Regions from separate parts of the Mus musculus genome. Here region 1 is linked to region 2. Evidence: chromatin contacts called from public HiChIP or PLAC-seq data. All regions are on one chromosome and are shown on one strand. The core of a region is the stretch at or near the end of the contact, and the rest is flanking DNA. Distances in the headings are between cores, read along the strand shown.

Region 1 (3,617 bases), core at 1,073-3,572, 220 kb after region 2:
GCGCACTAACCGGGTGTCTTTCGATGGAGGGTGGGAGGGAGTGCAATCCTGCTTACTAACGTGACATTTTGATGCCCTGGTTCCTAGGAGGGTATTTGGGACCAGCAGTTCAGTGTGCTCCATCCTTGTTTCCATTCAGATCTGTCCTTACAGTCCAGCCTTCCACAGATGCCAATGACCCAGATGGCTGCTCACCCTCCGGTGGCTAATGGTGTCCTGGAATATTTGGAGAAAGAATTGCGGAACCTCAACCCAGCCCAACCTCTGCCTGCGGATCTCAGAGCCAAATCTGGCCACCCTTGCAGCATGCTCTCCTCCCTGGGCTCCGCAGAGGTTGTGGAACGCAGAGTCATCCACCTGCCCCCACTAATCAGAGACCCACCGTCCTCCAGGACCAGCAACCCCTCACACCAGCAGCGGCTCAATGCTGTTTCTTCCAGACACTGCGATCTGAGTGAGCGCCCGAGGCAGCGCCATCACTCCGATTTCCTCCGAGAGCTCCAGGACCAGGGGATGAGACCCTGGGCCCCGGGGAGAGGGGAGCTGGACCCCCATTGGAGTGGGAGACACCACCGCTCTAGGCCCAGCGAGTCATCCATGCCTTGGTCAGACTGGGACAGCCTGAGCGAATGTCCCTCATCCAGTGAGGCTCCTTGGCCCCCCAGACGACCAGAGCCCAGGGAAGGCGCCCAGAGACGTGAGAGACGCAGGCATCGCAGCTACTCGCCTCCTCTACCCTCGGGCCCCAGCTCTTGGAGCTCTGAAGAGGAGAAAGAGTCGCTGCCCAGGAACTGGGGTGCCCAGCGACGTCACCATCACCGCCGCCGCCGCTCACAGTCTCCAAACTGGCCTGAGGAGAAGCCGCCCAGCTACCGCTCACTGGATGTGACTCCAGGCAAGAACAACAGGAAAAAAGGGAATGTGGAGAGGCGCTTGGTGAGCCTGGGGCATCCTGTGGAGGGTCGGGCAGGATCAGAGAGGCTCCTCAGCTGACACAGGCCCAGCAGGGTTTTCCTAGTCCTGCATAACTGTCCCGGCAGGCTGAGGTACTACTTTTTCTTAGAATGAAAGGGCCTAGTCAGTGCAGGGTACAGAAGAGGCCCAGAGCTTGCACTGGATCTTCTCTGCCCCAGCGTGTGTGACTTTAGCCATGTTCTCTGCCCTTGGAGGCAGGTCAGGAGGGCTCTGCTGGTAAGGACAGTAAAGAACTAAGGCTCAGAATGACTAAGCACCCCACCCCCAACCCCGTGGTGGGGAGCTGGTCCTCCGGTCTCAGCTGCAGGACTGGATGTTGACTTGGCAACCTTTTTTCTCACAGGCCCAGTTAGAAACAGGCAAGAGGAGTTGTGAATGTTTAAGTGAGCAGCAACTGTGCTGTGTGAGAGGATGAGGGCTTCCTGGTGTGCCGGGGAAGGCTCATCAGACTAATGAAAACAGACCTGGGCATCCCACTTAATGAGTAAAACTTTAGAGTGCTGTGAACCTTGAAGATGCCAGTCATTATTTAGCACTCTAAAGGGGAAACACTGGAGGATACATGTCTACAGTACCCCTGCCCCTCTCTCCCCCCCTTTCTCATGTAGTGACTAAGTATGCCTCTTCTTTTTAGCAGAAAAAAATATATGATTTTCAAGTTTTTGGCTCAACATCTGAGCCCCACTTTCCTCTAAGTTACTTTTTTTCCCTTTTCTTTATTTCCCTCCAGTTAAAGTATGCAGCCCTTCTAAGCCTTAGAATCTAAGGGAAGGGTACAAGACACGCTCTAGACACTGAGCCAGTCCTGATTCATTTGGTCCTCACAAGGCTCAGAAAGGTTGAAGAACAAGGGCAAAGCACAGAGCAATAGAAAAAGAAGCCCGTGTTTGAACACAGTCCTCTGGTTCTCAAGCCTTTTTGGTAACCCACAGTTTCCTTAGACAGAAGTTGAGATCCATAACACTTTCTAGTGACTACGGCTTCCTAAATTTTCCCGAGCATCAGTACTTTTTTTTTAAAATCATCAAGATGTGCACAAGAAGTCATTCTACTACCATTTTCATTTATAAAGTTGTCTTTGAAAGATTTTGTCTAAAATAATTTTAAAATCCCCCATTGACTGGGGTCTGAGTCTGGTTTCTAGATATATCACTGAATTGCATTAAACCTTCTTTTTATAGTCTGATACTGCCCATAGGCCCAGGACCAAAGCTGAGTTTGCAGATTAGTTCATTTGAAGGGTGTAGCTTGTTGCCTTTATAGCTTTACTGTTATGAAGAGGCTCGGTGATGGCGCCAAGTGCTTCCTGCACAGGTTTCTGAAAGCACTGGAGCTTGACATTTTCAACACTGTGCAGTTAGGCCACTAGATGGTGACTTTTGTCTACGTGTCACTTGTGGTTTCTCTGGTCCTCTCATTAAAAGAACAAAAAGATTCATTAAAATACTTCATCAAATACTCAGAGAAATAGGAGACAAACTAAATGTTTTTAGGCTCACATGGAGCCTTTCAAGGGTAGTGCTTAACAAATACACACAAACTAGTGCTTCTGTGCACACAACTGCCTGCTAATCCAAAATAGGGAAGATGTTCTCTCTGCTCAGAGCCCAGAGAAATACAGACCTTCTGCTGTCTGTGGGAGTACCTGCTCAGCTGACTTAGGGTGAGTGCTCACTCATTAGAAGCCTTGCATGCAGTCAAATTGAAGCAGGAACTTCAAGCTTTCTACTCCAGTGGCTTCAGGCTGAATGATCCTTGTGTTTCTAACCTCCTTTAGACTATCTCTCTTTCCAATCTTGACCTAATAGAATGAGTTCCAAGACACTCTGGCATCTTCAAAACTTGGCCCATATAAATCGATTCTAGAGAGGAGAAAGCCATGGTGTTTGTTTCTGGGCTAACCTGTAGTGAACACCAGGTAATATATATATATATATATAGTATATCCTTAAGTTCTTTATTAATAAAAAATGTCGTATTGGGACCTGCAGTCTTCTACTTTGAGTATCCCTTGATCATGCCAGGTCTCCCTGAACAGAGTCCCTTTGTCTCTTCTCATTGTTGTCTTCTGTTGCAGAGAGCATTTACCCCAGAGTATTCCAATTAGAAACCTTGGCCCTTAACGAGTCCTTTCCTGATCATAAGAAACACATTTTTTGAAGCAGTATGATGCACATGCCTACACAATGTCTTTGGGACTGTTCATTACAGGAAAGGGTGTTCTCATTTCTGAACTCCAGCTGTAGAATTTCAGAAATGTAGCCAAATGACCCCCCCTCCCCAACATGCATGGAGAGGTTTGAGAAACATATCCAATGAGAAAACAACAACAACAGAACTCAAACAGACCCACAAATAACAAGAGATCCTTTGAAGAAAAGCCATTGAGTTTGTTCGGGAAAAGTGTGAAAGATAACTCTAGAGGAACACTGAAGTATGGAGCTAATGAAGGGGGTGGAGAGCAATGGTTCAGAGTGTAACCAGGAACCGAGCTGTCTTCACGGTCAGTAGAGAGGAACTGGGAAGTGGGAAGAGAGCGGGTCCTTTCTTCAGTCCACTGAAGACTGGCATTATTACAAAAACAACAGTGATAGAATGGAGCAAATAAGATTAGAAACTTTGGGAAATCCACAGTGTTGGAG
Region 2 (3,581 bases), core at 172-2,671:
ACTAAAGAACTTGCCATGCTGGATTTTTATACTAGGGGTTTGGCTGAATCTGACTGCAGCCTTCTGCGCTGTAGCTTTCTCATTTGTCCTGCAATTGCCCTGAAATCCTGTTCCACCCCCACCCCCCACATAGCTTTCTAGTGTATTATAAGTTCACAGAACCTTTAGATTGCACCAAGGAGTTTAAAACCCTGATCCTGCCGACACCGGTGTAAGAAAAATGCCTGCCGAGCCTTAAATTAGTCTGAGATAATCAGGTACATTCTGCAGTAGATGAACCCACTATTCTCTTAACAATTTTTATTTTTGTTTTGAATGTATTAATATTTTTCCTGCATCCATGTCTGCGTACCATGTGTATGCCTGGTTCCTCCAGGAGGCCAGAAGAGGACATTTGATCCCTTGGAACTGGAGCCACAGACTAGTGAGAGCTACTATCTATGTGTTGGGGATCGAACCCAGGTCCTGTGGATCAGAGCAGCCAGATTTTTTTTTTTTTTTTTTTTTTTGGTGTGAATGTGGTGTATAGGCATGTGTGAGTCATCTCTACACCCATCTAAGTCCCATCTCTCATTTTAAATAACCAATGAGTTAAATGTATGTGTATGGATGCTTTGTCTGAATGCATGTCTGTGTACCATGTGCAGAGGCAGGAAGAGGACATTACATTCCCCGGAACTGGAGTTAGGGACAGTTGTGAGCTATGTGGGTATTGGGAATTGAAACCCAGTTCTCTGGAAGAAAATTGGTGCTCTTAAACACTGAGCTATCACTCCAGGCCCAAACTCATCTCTTTAAGCATCCTTAGTCGCTCTTTTGGCATACGGGCTTGTAAGTTTTATATTAGAGCACTTTATATTCTGCATAATACTTTACCTTTAAGTCACATAACGGGGAAGAAAGAAGTGAAAATCATTTCACATTTAAGAGTCTTTACATTGATTATTCCTGGCACACACAAAAACATTTCTTTCTTTTTTTTTTTTTTTGGCACTGGGATTTGAAGCCACAAACCTCATGACTGCTAGGTAAGTTCTCGCCCACTGAGCTACAGCTAGTGAGGGTATGGGGAAAAGGGAACCTCTCTAGGCTCCTGGTGAGAATGTAAATTAGACTAGCCACAATGACTGCCAGTATGGAATTTCCCCCAGAGAGCTGCAAGAAGAACCACCATATGACCCTGCCTATGGATGCAATGGTGTTTTAATCAGCCATAGGTAAGAACGAAATTATGTCATTAGCTGAAAATGGATATAAAAGATGATCTGATTAGGCAAAATCAGCTTGATAAATATCACGTCTTGATTTTTTTTTCTTATTTGTGAATCCTAGATTTTATACAGATACATAAATCTCATCTATAAAAGAGAAGTGAGATTGTCTGGGAAAGAATGGGGATCAGGAGAAGAGAGAAAGGGGAAGGTAAGGGAGGGTGAATGTGGTCGAAATTCATGCCCTATTTGAATAAAAATGTCTTTATGAAGCTCATCACTATGTGCAATGAATATGTCAATGAAAAGCAATTAACATAAAAAAGTATTTAGGTATTTTTCCCAGAGAAGGCATCCTTTTGTTTTTAGAATGCTAAAAATGATAATTCCACTGAAAAAGAAAATGTGAGGTTCTTCTTTAGATTGTACATCAGCATAACATGTTGCTTCTTGTTTTCTCTGTCAAGTGGTGGGAGGAAAAAGAATGAGTAAGTCGGGGGCTTGGGGGGATGGAGACATAGCAGGATCCCCAGTGCATTTGCAACACTCTGAGAAGGAACCACGCATTTCAGAGAAAGGTAAATGCACGCAGGTTCTGAGAATTCCACTTTCTTTTGTGTGGTGATATTTCCATCTTGTGGTCTTTGAGGGTATTCCCACTACAGGACTCTAGAGCTAACATGTGTGCCTTGTAGGCACCAGTGGGAAGCCCCTATCTACATACATTCTAAAAGGCAGTAGAATTTAGCCAGAGCCAAGAAGCCAGGAATGGTCCACGCACAGGTAGGACTTTCCATTAATGAAAGAAGTTTATGGTTGGCAGGGAGCCAGCAAAAATGAGGAAGAAAAAATTAACAGAATGGAAGTACGTGAGAGTCTGACTAGAAAAGATTTACATGAGAAACTGAATTCTTACAAAAAAGTTCATGGTGGATAGTGCTTAGAAATAAAACAGGGTCCTCCTTGGGTGTACCTCTCATGGGACATAGACGACTTGAGATGAGAAACAAAGATATCATGTCAACAGCTAATGAGAAACGAGATTTCTGCATCAAAAATTAATATGGGATTTGAAAAATGGTGCCGGGCAAGTGGCTTAGGAGCAAAGAGTTGAGAGATGGCAGACACTGGGCTGCAAGCTAATTCTCGGATGAGACTGAATATAGGTGTCAGGTTCCTACCTATTTAGGCCCACATAATGATGTCTCTACTTGCTGGTACATCTCCTGATAGTGAGGGACACGGCCAAGATCTTAGAGAGTCTGGAGGCTTCTGGGGCTCAATGGAGACTGTAATGATCCTGGGAAACATGTCAGCTAAGTGCCCGTGCCTGCCATCCTCAGCACTTGGGAGCCATGTTCCAGTCCTCACCCATCTCTCCTCTGTAATCTTTTTGAACTTAAAGCTACTGTAGAAGCTGCAAACCAGGGAATAAGGAACAGAAAGACAGAGATGGAATCACCTGTGGTGGGAACACTTCTGAGCTATGCAGCAAGACTAGTCACAAAATTTCCTTTCCCCCTTTCTGCACAGGTCAGTTTGGCTTGGGTTTTCTATTACATTACTAATGAGCTTGAATCATAACTGTAGTCCCTCCCCTGACTCAAATTTAGCCCTGGTCATCTTACTTCCTAGTCTGGGAGAAGAGTTACTGGAAAGTCAAGTTTCCCACAGAAAACTTCTTTCCCTCCCACCTTACCCTGCTCCTGTAGCATTTTCAAGAGCCAAGGTCTTCCTTTCATGGGCTATAGGTGTGAGGAGATATTTATGACCCAGATATTGGTGTTTAATTCATCTTACTTAAAATTTTGCATTTGAAGCATAACTCCTGAGGTCTTCACTGTAACTTAAGGCTTTTGGTAGAGGTTCAATGTGAAGAGGAGGCTCAGGGCAACCCACAAAGATTAGAAACTTCTGTTGGCAGTGATGTCCGAGGGAGATTTTCTCATTCAAGGAGGGCTCCGTGAATCCTGACTTATTTTATGAGTCTAGACAGTTCTCCTTATAAGTGCCCGGGAGGTGTTACATTAACGCACATACGTTACATGCTCTTTTTTTTTTTTTTTTTTTTTTTTTTTTTTTTTTTTTTTTTTTTTGTAGTATCTTTCACTGAAAGGTTTGTGGTGGTAGGGACCTGAATATAAAGTTGTTTTACTTCTAATTTTTATCCACAGATTAATTATGAGTATATTAAGAAACCCACATAACAAGGGCTGTCAAAATAGCTCAGCCATTAAAATGCTTGCATGAAGACCTGGGTTCAGTTTCCAGCACTTACGTAAAAGGCCAGACATGATGGTACATCTCTGTGGTCATAGCATTGGAGGGAAGGAGGAAGAGACAGAGACAGGAAGCTCATTGTCTGTCAAT

Evidence for each region. HiChIP or PLAC-seq counts read pairs in DNA pulled down with a chosen protein or histone mark.
Region 1: a contact with region 2 is called in an H3K27ac HiChIP or PLAC-seq map of bone marrow-derived dendritic cells, with 4 times the contacts expected there. The contact joins two enhancer-like sites. A contact is called at or near these places in 5 of 115 datasets of contacts at active chromatin or transcription factors (CD8 T cells, bone marrow-derived dendritic cells, embryonic stem cells and 1 more) and 2 of 9 other capture datasets (embryonic stem cells and pancreatic islet).

The regions. Positions count from the first base shown.
Region 1 is chr16:36,721,744-36,725,360 of GRCm38.p6, forward strand. It overlaps Ildr1 (immunoglobulin-like domain containing receptor 1), which reads left to right. Exons shown (of 8, transcript NM_001285788.1): 7 at 140-936. Among named protein-coding and RNA genes, the nearest start is that of Ildr1, 30 kb to the left of the region's middle. Within about 2 kb of position 2,323, at least 9 of the 459 cell types and tissues checked have an H3K27ac peak or open chromatin away from gene starts, as enhancers often do. A contact at or near this core is called in bone marrow-derived dendritic cells, where this site is marked.
Region 2 is chr16:36,504,265-36,507,845 of GRCm38.p6, forward strand. The region is part of intron 4 of Casr (calcium-sensing receptor); the gene reads right to left. Among named protein-coding and RNA genes, the nearest start is that of Stfa3, 51 kb to the left of the region's middle. Within about 2 kb of position 1,422, at least 5 of the 459 cell types and tissues checked have an H3K27ac peak or open chromatin away from gene starts, as enhancers often do. A contact at or near this core is called in bone marrow-derived dendritic cells, where this site is marked.